2 separate regions of the Pan troglodytes genome follow, and region 1 is linked to region 2. A link is a contact called in public capture Hi-C data. All regions are on one chromosome and are shown on one strand. Each heading gives the region's core, a stretch centred on a gene start, on an enhancer-like site or on the middle of the called end of the contact. The rest is flanking DNA. Distances are from core to core; before and after follow the strand shown. Region 1 overlaps FAM234B (family with sequence similarity 234 member B). Region 2 has its middle 8.6 kb from the start of MIR614.

What was found. Capture Hi-C pulls out chosen DNA fragments and counts their contacts.
Region 1: a capture Hi-C map of stem cell-derived neural stem cells shows a contact between it and region 2, with 4 times the contacts expected there. The contact joins two enhancer-like sites. A contact is called at or near these places in 1 of 7 Hi-C or Micro-C datasets (stem cell-derived neural progenitor cells) and 1 of 1 other capture datasets (stem cell-derived neural stem cells).

What each region holds. Positions count from the first base shown.
Region 1 is chr10:20,240,857-20,245,365 of NHGRI_mPanTro3-v2.0_pri, reverse strand. All of the region lies in intron 11 of FAM234B (family with sequence similarity 234 member B), which reads right to left. All of the region lies in intron 1 of GSG1 (germ cell associated 1), which reads left to right. Among named protein-coding and RNA genes, the nearest start is that of GSG1, 9.3 kb to the left of the region's middle. Within about 2 kb of position 3,050, at least 3 of the 24 cell types and tissues checked have an H3K27ac peak or open chromatin away from gene starts, as enhancers often do. A contact at or near this core is called in stem cell-derived neural stem cells, where this site is marked.
Region 2 is chr10:20,072,153-20,076,561 of NHGRI_mPanTro3-v2.0_pri, reverse strand. No RefSeq gene overlaps it. Among named protein-coding and RNA genes, the nearest start is that of MIR614, 8.6 kb to the right of the region's middle. Within about 2 kb of position 2,066, at least 1 of the 24 cell types and tissues checked has an H3K27ac peak or open chromatin away from gene starts, as enhancers often do. A contact at or near this core is called in stem cell-derived neural stem cells, where this site is marked.

The DNA of each region.
Region 1 (4,509 bases), core at 1,801-4,300, 170 kb before region 2:
AAATATAAAATATTGTCATTCCTTTGCCTGAAGGTTGGGAGAGGAATGGTAAATAACCATGGCATTCCAGATCCTGGAATTCATTTATCTCCAATCCTATTCTGTCTGCATCTTTGCCACATCCCCAGCCAACATTCTCACTCAGCATTCCATGTGTAGAGGGAGATACTTAATAGTACTTATTCTTTTTTTTTTTTTTTTTTTTTTTTTGAGACGGAGTCTCGCTCTGTCACCCAGGCTGGAGTGCAGTGGCACAGTCTCGGCTCACTGCAAGCTCTGCCTTCCAGGTTCACACCATTCTCCTGCCTCAGCCTCCCGAGTAGCTGGGACTACAGGCACCCGCCACCACGCCCGGCTAATTTTTTTGTGTTTTTAGTAGAGACGGGATTTCAGCATGTTAGCCAGGATGGTCTCAATCTCCTGACCTTGTGATCCGCCCGCCTCGGCCTCCCAAAGTGCTGGGATTACAGGCGTGATCCACCGCGCCCGGCAATAGTACTTATTCTAATGTTCTAACTGGAAGGTGGAGACCACCCATGGAACAAGGAAGCTATTTCCTGTTCATGGCTCCATGAGGCCCCGACATTGCAGAGAATAGAGTTTCTTCAAAGGGATGGGAAACCCTACTCGAGGGAAGGTAAACTTCTGCAGTGATGGTGACCTGCCATATCTTCATGTCTGCCATAAATCCAAGCCCAATCCATTCACACCAGTTACCTAGGGAATGGCAGGCAGTGGAAACTAAACCATCATTTACTTTTTAAAGAAAATTTCCTCTGCAAATTGCAGGTCCTTGCTTCTTTGTGCTTAATCCCAGATCCCCATTGGCAAGCTCTCTGGTGTAATCTCCCAGAACAGCTGGGCCCTGATTGCCTTGTCAATTATTAAATGCCCGTGTTCCCTGTAAGGCAGCATTTAATCATGAGGCACTCCAAAGAATATGAGATAGAAGGGGAGGGGTAGGAGGAGAGGGAGGAGGGTAGGAAGACAGTTTGCATTCTTGCAACATTAAACCAAAGGGACTTGGAGTGCAGATGGCATCCTTCGGTTCTTCCAGACAAGCTGCAAGACGCTGACCATGGCCAAGGTAACCGGCTTCCCCCCTTACTGCTCAAAGGATGCAGTCTACAGCTATTTTGTACCTGGCTCTTTTAAGAAGTGCACCTGCCTCATCGATCTGTTGTCCTTCCTAGCCTATGCTAATTCTGGGTTACTCTGTTAATATATGTTGATGTAAGGGTTACTGATTATACATTGGCGCCTACGCACTTCCTAATGATCTAAGGGCCCAAGTGTTAGAGAAACCACTCTGTCCCTTTTCTAGAGAGTAAACAGTCACCTTGGCATGGGATCTGTTGCATACACAAAGATAGAGTTGTTCTTATGGCCATTGCTTCTTCAGGATCACTTTATGGAAACCATTGCAAAATTAGATTTGTTCTTCCAATTCAAGAGGTATCCGGATCCTAGCAGGAAAAGGCATGTTTGGGGAAAGGAGTAAAGTATGTGACAAAGGGCATGGTACTATAGGTGTTGGAGATAATTCTTGAAAATTCTTGAATGAGATGATCATTCGATATCAAGAAGATGATTTTTGAATGAGGTTCCTTGTGTCTCTCCCTGGTGGACACTCCTTCTGGAAGGAACCTCTTTGAGCTTCAGTCCAAGCTCTTTTTTATTCTGTTTCTCAAATTGCCTCTTCCTTAAATTGGTTGTCACCTTGGTGCCACAAAGTGGGTGTATCTTAGTATGGGGTTCGTTATTCTTTCTTATTTCTGAATAACCCCGAGAATAACTTGCAAATATATATAACTTGAAGTGGATTGAATGTGGAGTAAAAATCTTGCAAGTATAACTTGAAATGGATTGAGTGTGGGGTTAAAATCTGACGTGATAATAGACAAATTTCCAAACCAGAATGAAAGTGATTGTTGAAAAATGAATGCTGAGGTCACAAAAGTTAGAATTGCCTAAGTCTTTAGGTCAGTCTTTACACCAAATAGTTAGTGAAGATGTTTTACCTGGAAGTCCATTTCTTATTCAAGCAATGTAAGAATTATTAGAAAGGATGACTCACAGTAAGAGAATGATGACTAAAACCCATAGGATTTTCATAACTAAAACCAAGATGAAAACATTTTAGGAAAGGGGAACTGGGCAACACGTGACTTCAGTGTCTAGCAACAGAAAACCTTTCCTCCTGCCAGATGCTGCAGATTTTTTGTCCTTAGTCAAGGTCACCCAGAGTCTTGCAAGAACTGACAATTCTTGGCAGAGTTAATTTGTTGAGTGCCTTTAAAAGTAAAATCATATTAGCAGATTGCTTTTCAGAAGTTGTCTTTATCATGTTTTACATATTGGTTTTACATACATATGATCTTTGTGTATTTCTTATTGCCATAAATAATAAGCACTTTGTGATATGCACTGTCTTAGTCCCTGGAAATTCTGAAGAACAAATTGTTTCATTTCTCAGGTAAAGTTCTCTCTTAAATGTAGAAACAGTAAGCTGGGTGTGATAAGGGAGGGAAATTTATGGACCTGTCCATTTAGCTATGGTTTTATTTATGGCTCTTAAGCTAAGCAGATTTAAGTGTGATTAATTCTGATATGAAGGATCCCCTGGAAAGCTCAAGAAGGTTTACTTTAAGAAGCGTCTGTCAGCAACTAACCATGGGCTTCTTTTCTGTTCAGTGTGCATTAATATAACTGTATAAACTGCTCTAACACAAAGTGAGAGACTTGCCAAATTACTTCTCTAAGTCCAATTAAATCTGGCTCCAAGCCACCACTCAGCAAAGTTGGCCGTCTAATACCAGTCATATTTTAGCTTCCCTCCTCTTCTCTTAGGCTGAAAATGACATGGAGAGTAGGGGCTCCTGCCAGAGCCATCTGGAGCTTCAGTTCTTTCGGCAGCCTCCCCTATGTCCCCACCGTGAGGCAGGCACTTCTGCACCAGGCTGGAAGACACGGCCCTCCAGGTTCCTCTCCACTGACCAAGGGCTTGGCTGCCGACACCCTACCCATGGCTCTGTGGACACCAAACCTGGTGTCCAGCCTACACAGGCACCACACAGCCACCTCGCATTTGAAACTCTATTGTCTCTGTGGCAGTGGATGGAAGCTGGGCCCGACTGCTACCTCTCCCAGAACCATAAGCCCCATCTCCTCTCCAAAGGTTTCAATAGCCCCACATCCCAGTAGGTTCACTGCCCTCTTTTATCCTCCAGGCCCCAAAGCATCCATCTGCTTCCCCCGGAGATTTCCAGTTTAATACTCATTGCTATGACTCCTTTCAGAGGAATCTGTAATGCAGGGAAAAGGACACCAATAGCTCACTTTGTTACAATAGCAAATGCTTCAGCAAGTCAGTGCTACTACCTGTCAGTGAAGACAAAGCCAAAAACGATTATCACAAAGAGCATTTGGAATGCTCCCAATTCTTTTTTCTAAACTTTTATATAAAGTTTAGACTTTACATAAAACTTTTCCAGAAGTTATCAATTGCCTTGTCAATTATTAATTATATAATTATATATTTATATGTATTAATATTATTTTACATAAAGTTAAAAGCTTATATAACCGGCCAGGCGTGGTGGCTTAACGCCTGTAATCCCAGCACTTTGGGAGGCCAAGGCGGGCAGATCACCTAAGATCAGGAGTTTAAGACCAGCCTGGCCAATATGGTGAAACCCCGTCTCTACTAAAAATACAAAAAAAAATTAGCCAGGCATGGTGGCAGGCGCCTGTAATCCCAGCTACTCGGGAGGCTGAGGCAGGAGAATCTCTTGAACCCAGGAAGTGGAGGTTGCAGTGAGCCGAGATTGTGCCATTGCACTCCAGCCCGGGCAACAATAGTGACACTCCGTCTCAATAAAAAAAAAAAGGAAAAGTTTATATATCCTCTGACTGAGGTTATTGCTATCTGATGCTTATTCAGAACACCCTCAATTTACGCAGCAGTTTAGTATTGAGTGTCTAATGTGTAAAATACTGTGCTAGTTGCTGTGGGAAAGATAAAAATCACAAAGACACGTTTTTGCTACCTAATGGCAGCTTGAAATCTTGGAGGGAAGATAAGACATGACCAAAAATAAATGTGAAAAGAGTACTATTAAGAAGGCACACACCACAGTCCTTGAAGCCCTTCCAAGCCTCACTTCCCATGGAAGGTGCTGGTTAGGGGACCTCCCTGAAGCAGTTGGGACTTGGGGTGAGCCTCAGAAGGGGCAGGACTTCAGTAGACAGGGCCTGGCCAGCAGTGGTATTAAATTTGCAGCAATCCACCTTCTCTGTCTCTCGCTCAATCTGCTGGTCCAAGAACTCCAGGTAGTGGCTGCTGGCAGATCCATCACTGCTACTCAGAATGATCCCCCTGCTGTTTGTTGGTGGGGTCATTATGGCACTCGCCATAAAGGTACACACACACACATACATCCTCCCTAGGATTTGCCGGCTGGAGGCTATGTTGATTCCACTCTCACCATTTGAGGCAGAAATGGAAGA
Region 2 (4,409 bases), core at 817-3,316:
CATTAGGGAATGAGCTGAAAGGTGGAGGTGGAAGTTGTTCAGGGAGATGAGATTGCGCGGGGTACGTAAGAAGAGAGCCTCAGTAGGCTTCGCGGTGGAGCAGGCTGTCCCATCTCCAGCGAAGCTCCCCCCATGCCTCTGTCTCCATATGGAGTTCCACTGTTAACCCTGGGCATCTCCAGCAAGATCCCTACGGGGAGAGGGAACGAATCTGAGTACTGTTTGCAGAACCACACACGACAGCTCTGAATGAATAAGCCAAGACAACACCCCGAGATTCTTCCTGCGGATTTGGGTTCCCAGGCCGGGAAGGAGTTGTTGGAGCCTGCATGGAAGATTAGTGGATCTGCAAAAAGACAATGTGGATGACTGGCCGACGCCTTGTCCCAACCCTGTCCAAGCAGAAGAATCGCCGGGATACTTGCTCCGGATACAAATTCTTGGACCCTGACTCAGACCAACTAAATCAGAACCTCTAGGAGGCTCCAGACACTGCATTTTAAACAAATTCCCATGTGATTTTTAACGCAGTATAAGTTTAGGAAGCGCTGCTCTGTTGACAAGAAAAGGCTCTGGTCTGGTTTGTAGCAGACTGTCCAGGCTTTCCCAATTTGGTCCAAAAAGGCAGAAAGTGATTGGCTTGAGAGGGCAGAATCAATGGGGAAAGTTTATGAATTCCTGCCCCTGGGAACATTCGCCTTTCACTTTTCATCTTCTTCCCCACCCCCACCTCTTTGGGGTATAGTCTTCCCCATGCCCCAGTTCCACATCTGCTCTGACCTGGGGTTCCCACCCAGCCTCCATCCAGAACACGCTCACCCTGTTTTTGTAAGAGAAAACATTGTCGAAAGCAGCTTATGCCTGAAAATTCAAGAAGATAAATTCCTCCTGAGCCTATTTGCTGGCATTCTCATCTGTTTCCAGTTTGGTGTATATCATCTCTTCAGATGAACCCTTCGGTCCTTGTTCATCCATTTTGGTTCAAGTCAGTTTAGAAAAGAAATGCACTTTACGCTGGGCACAGTGACTCACGCCTGTAATCCCAGCACTTTGGGAGGCTGAGGCGGGTGGATCACTTGAGGTCAGGAGTTTGAGACCAGCCTAGCCAACGTGGTGAAACCCCATCTCTACTAAAAATACAAAATTAGCCAGGCATGGTGGTGGGCACCTGAAGCTACTTGAAAAGCTGAGGCGGGAGAATCACTTGAACCCAGGAGGTGGAAGTTGCAGTCAGCCAAGATCATGCCACTGCACTCAGCCTGCGTAACAGAGTGAAACTTCATCTCAAAAAAAATTTTAAAAAGAAAGAAAAGAAATGCGTTTGGAACACAATGCAATCGATCTTTGGAGAAAATCCATCTAAAATGCTTCTCTTATTGTTTTTTGGGGGTTTTTTTGTTTTGTTTTGCTTTGGGGCGTGCTTTTCTCTTTTCTCATATTTAAAGTTTGTTCTTGTGTGGTTCTCCTAGGAAACAGCACTTTCCCAAGCTTGACAAAGAAAAGCCTCAGGGAAATAAATTGGGATGTGATGAAATGTATTCAGCCCAAGAAGTAAAAAATTCCTTTCCTTTCTTCCAAGCCTCGGGCTTGTAAGTTGCTTTTATCACACTGGATTTAAGTGTTCTTATATGGAAACACACACAAAAATCTGATGGTTGATCAGCTGAAATTCATCAAAATTATTTGAAGACAAATTGGCATTCAAGACACCAGAATAGGCAAGAGAGGAACCTCAGAGCTGTGTTCTCTGAGTGAAAGGACATCATTCTAATTAGCCTGTGACAAAAGAAAAAAAAAATACCCTTCTCCCAAAATGTTTATTCATTTTACCCGTGTGTACAGGCACTGTCCTAGGCTCAGGGAATACTGAGAAAAACAGAACAAATTTCTGTCCTTCTAAAGCCTATATAATAGAGAAAAACACACAAACCAACAAATAAATCTAAATTCGAAATTTCAGTACCCTGAAGACTTACCACTATGGGAGCCCAGCATTAAACTGCCTGCTCTAGCCGGGCACGGTGGCTCACGCCTGTAATCCCAGCACTTTGGGAGGCTGAAGTGAGCAGATCAAGAGTTGGAGATCAGCCTGGCCAACATAGTGAAACCCCGTCTCTACTAAAAATACAAAATTAGCCGGGCATGGTGTACAGCTGAGTAGCTGTAATCCCAGCTACTCGGGAGGCTGAGGCAAGAGAATCTCTTGAACCTGGGAGGTGGAGGTTGCAGTGAGCTGAGATCGCGCCACTGCACTCCAGCCTGGGCAACAGAGAGTTCGTTTCAAAAAATAATAATAAAAAAAAATAAAAAACTGCCTGCTTATATCTGGGCCAGCTTGTAGTCCCAGCTACTTGGGAGGCCGAGGAGGGATGACTGCTCGAGCCCAGGAGTTCAAGATCAGCCTGGGCAACTTAGTGAGAACCCATCTCTACAAAAGATAAAAGGTAAATAAAAATGAAAGATCGTGAAAATCAAGGTCACAGGGATGGATCACTCACCGTGAGTTAGGGACAGTTGGTGACATGCACTGCTTTTCAGCCACACAATCGGCAACCCTGTTTTGCTACTGCCTTGAATGGAAATGTGTTTTATTTGGCATGACAGTGTGCACATACACATACGGTGATAGGAGGCAAGGGCACTGGTTTCATCTCACGTGTAGAAATGACTCTCCATACCTTAGGCTTACGGCCAATTGGTGTATACAGGAGTGGACATGGATGTGGGTGGATGTGTGGGTGTGTCTGTACACACAGCCACCAGCCGGTACCCCACACATACCAGGAATTTCTGAGATTCTCACAGACCACTGAAGAAGATGTCTGGGGAGCATGAAAGCTTCTCCACAGCCAGGCATGGTGACTGACACCTGTAATCTCAGCACTTTGGGAGGCCAAGGCAGGAGGATTGCTTGAGCTTGGGAGTTCAAGACCAGCCTGGGCAACATAGAGAGAGCCCCCCCGCCATCTCTATAAAAAATCAAAAAAAGCTAGGTGTGATGGTGCACACCTGTAGTCCAAGTTACTCAGAAGCCTAGGGCAGGTAGATTGGCCAGCCTGGGTGACAGGGCAAGACAAGAAAGAAAAGAAAGAAAGAAAGAAAGAAAGAGAAGGAAGGAAGGAAGGAAGGAAAGAAAAGAAAAGAAAGAGAAAGAGAGAAAGAGAGAGAAAGAAAGAGAGAAAGAAAAGAAAGAGAAGAGAGGCTGGGCAAGGTGGCTCATGCCTGTAATCCCAGCACTTTGGGAGGCCGAGGCGGGCGGATCACAAGGTCAGGAGACTGAGACCAAGCTGGCTAATGCGGTGAAACCCCATCTGTACTAAAAGTACCAAAAGTTAGCCAGGCGTGGTGGCAGGTGCCTGTAGTCCCAGCTACTTGGGAGGCTGAGGCGGGAGAATGGTGTGAACCCAGGAGGTGGAGCTTGCAGTGAGCCCAGATCGTGCCACTGCACTCCAGCCTGGGCAACAAAGCGAGACTCCGTCAAGAAAGAAAAGAAAAGAGAAGAGAAGAGAAGAAAAGAAGGAAGGAGGGAGGGAGGGAAGGAGGGAAGGAAGGAAGGAAACCTCTCCGTTATGCAGAATATATAAACAGCCATTTTTCTTTCTAGTTTTCTTTTAAAGTTAAATGCAACACCCATGCATGCAGACTGTAGCCCTGATGATCTGGGAAAAATATACAGGTACTAATTCATCAATTCATTGTTTCTGGCACTGCCACCAGGTTTGTCAGAGAAAGGAAAGGACAGAGGACCTAGCCAGGGCCTTGGGGGCGGGGAGGGGACGGCCAACATAATCAAAAGAACCATCTCTGAGCATGCCGGGTTCTGTGCATTTAGCAGGCTGCTCCTCCTCACCTTGTCCCCCGTCTTTCATGAAGCCAGGGCGTTCTAGAAACGTAGAGGAAAAACTGGAAGGACGTTCTATGATGAGGTCAAACCCATCTGCCCAATTTCACACACAGGTCTGACCCTTTGAGAATTGTAACTTAATATTTTCCTGAATTCCTGATTCTCTTTTTTTTTTTTTTTTTTTTTTTTGAGATGGAGTCTTGCTCTGTCACCCAGGCTGGATGGAGTGCAATGGCATGATCTCAGCTCACTGCAACCTCCGCCTCCCTGGTTCAAGTGATTCTCCTGCCTGAGCCTCCTGAGTAGCTGGGATTCCAGGCGCATGCCACCATGCCTGGCTAATTTTTTGTATTTTTAATAGAGACAAGGTTTCACCATGTTGGTCAGGTTGGTCTCGAACTCCTGACCTCGTGATCTGCCCGCCTCGGCCTCCCACAGTGCTGGCATTACAGGTATGAGCCACTGCACCCGGCCAAATTCCTGATTCTTAAGTCCTTAATTTTAACTTTAGTGTAACATTCTTTTATCTTCATTACTTTGCCAGGCCTCCGATTTTACAACTCTT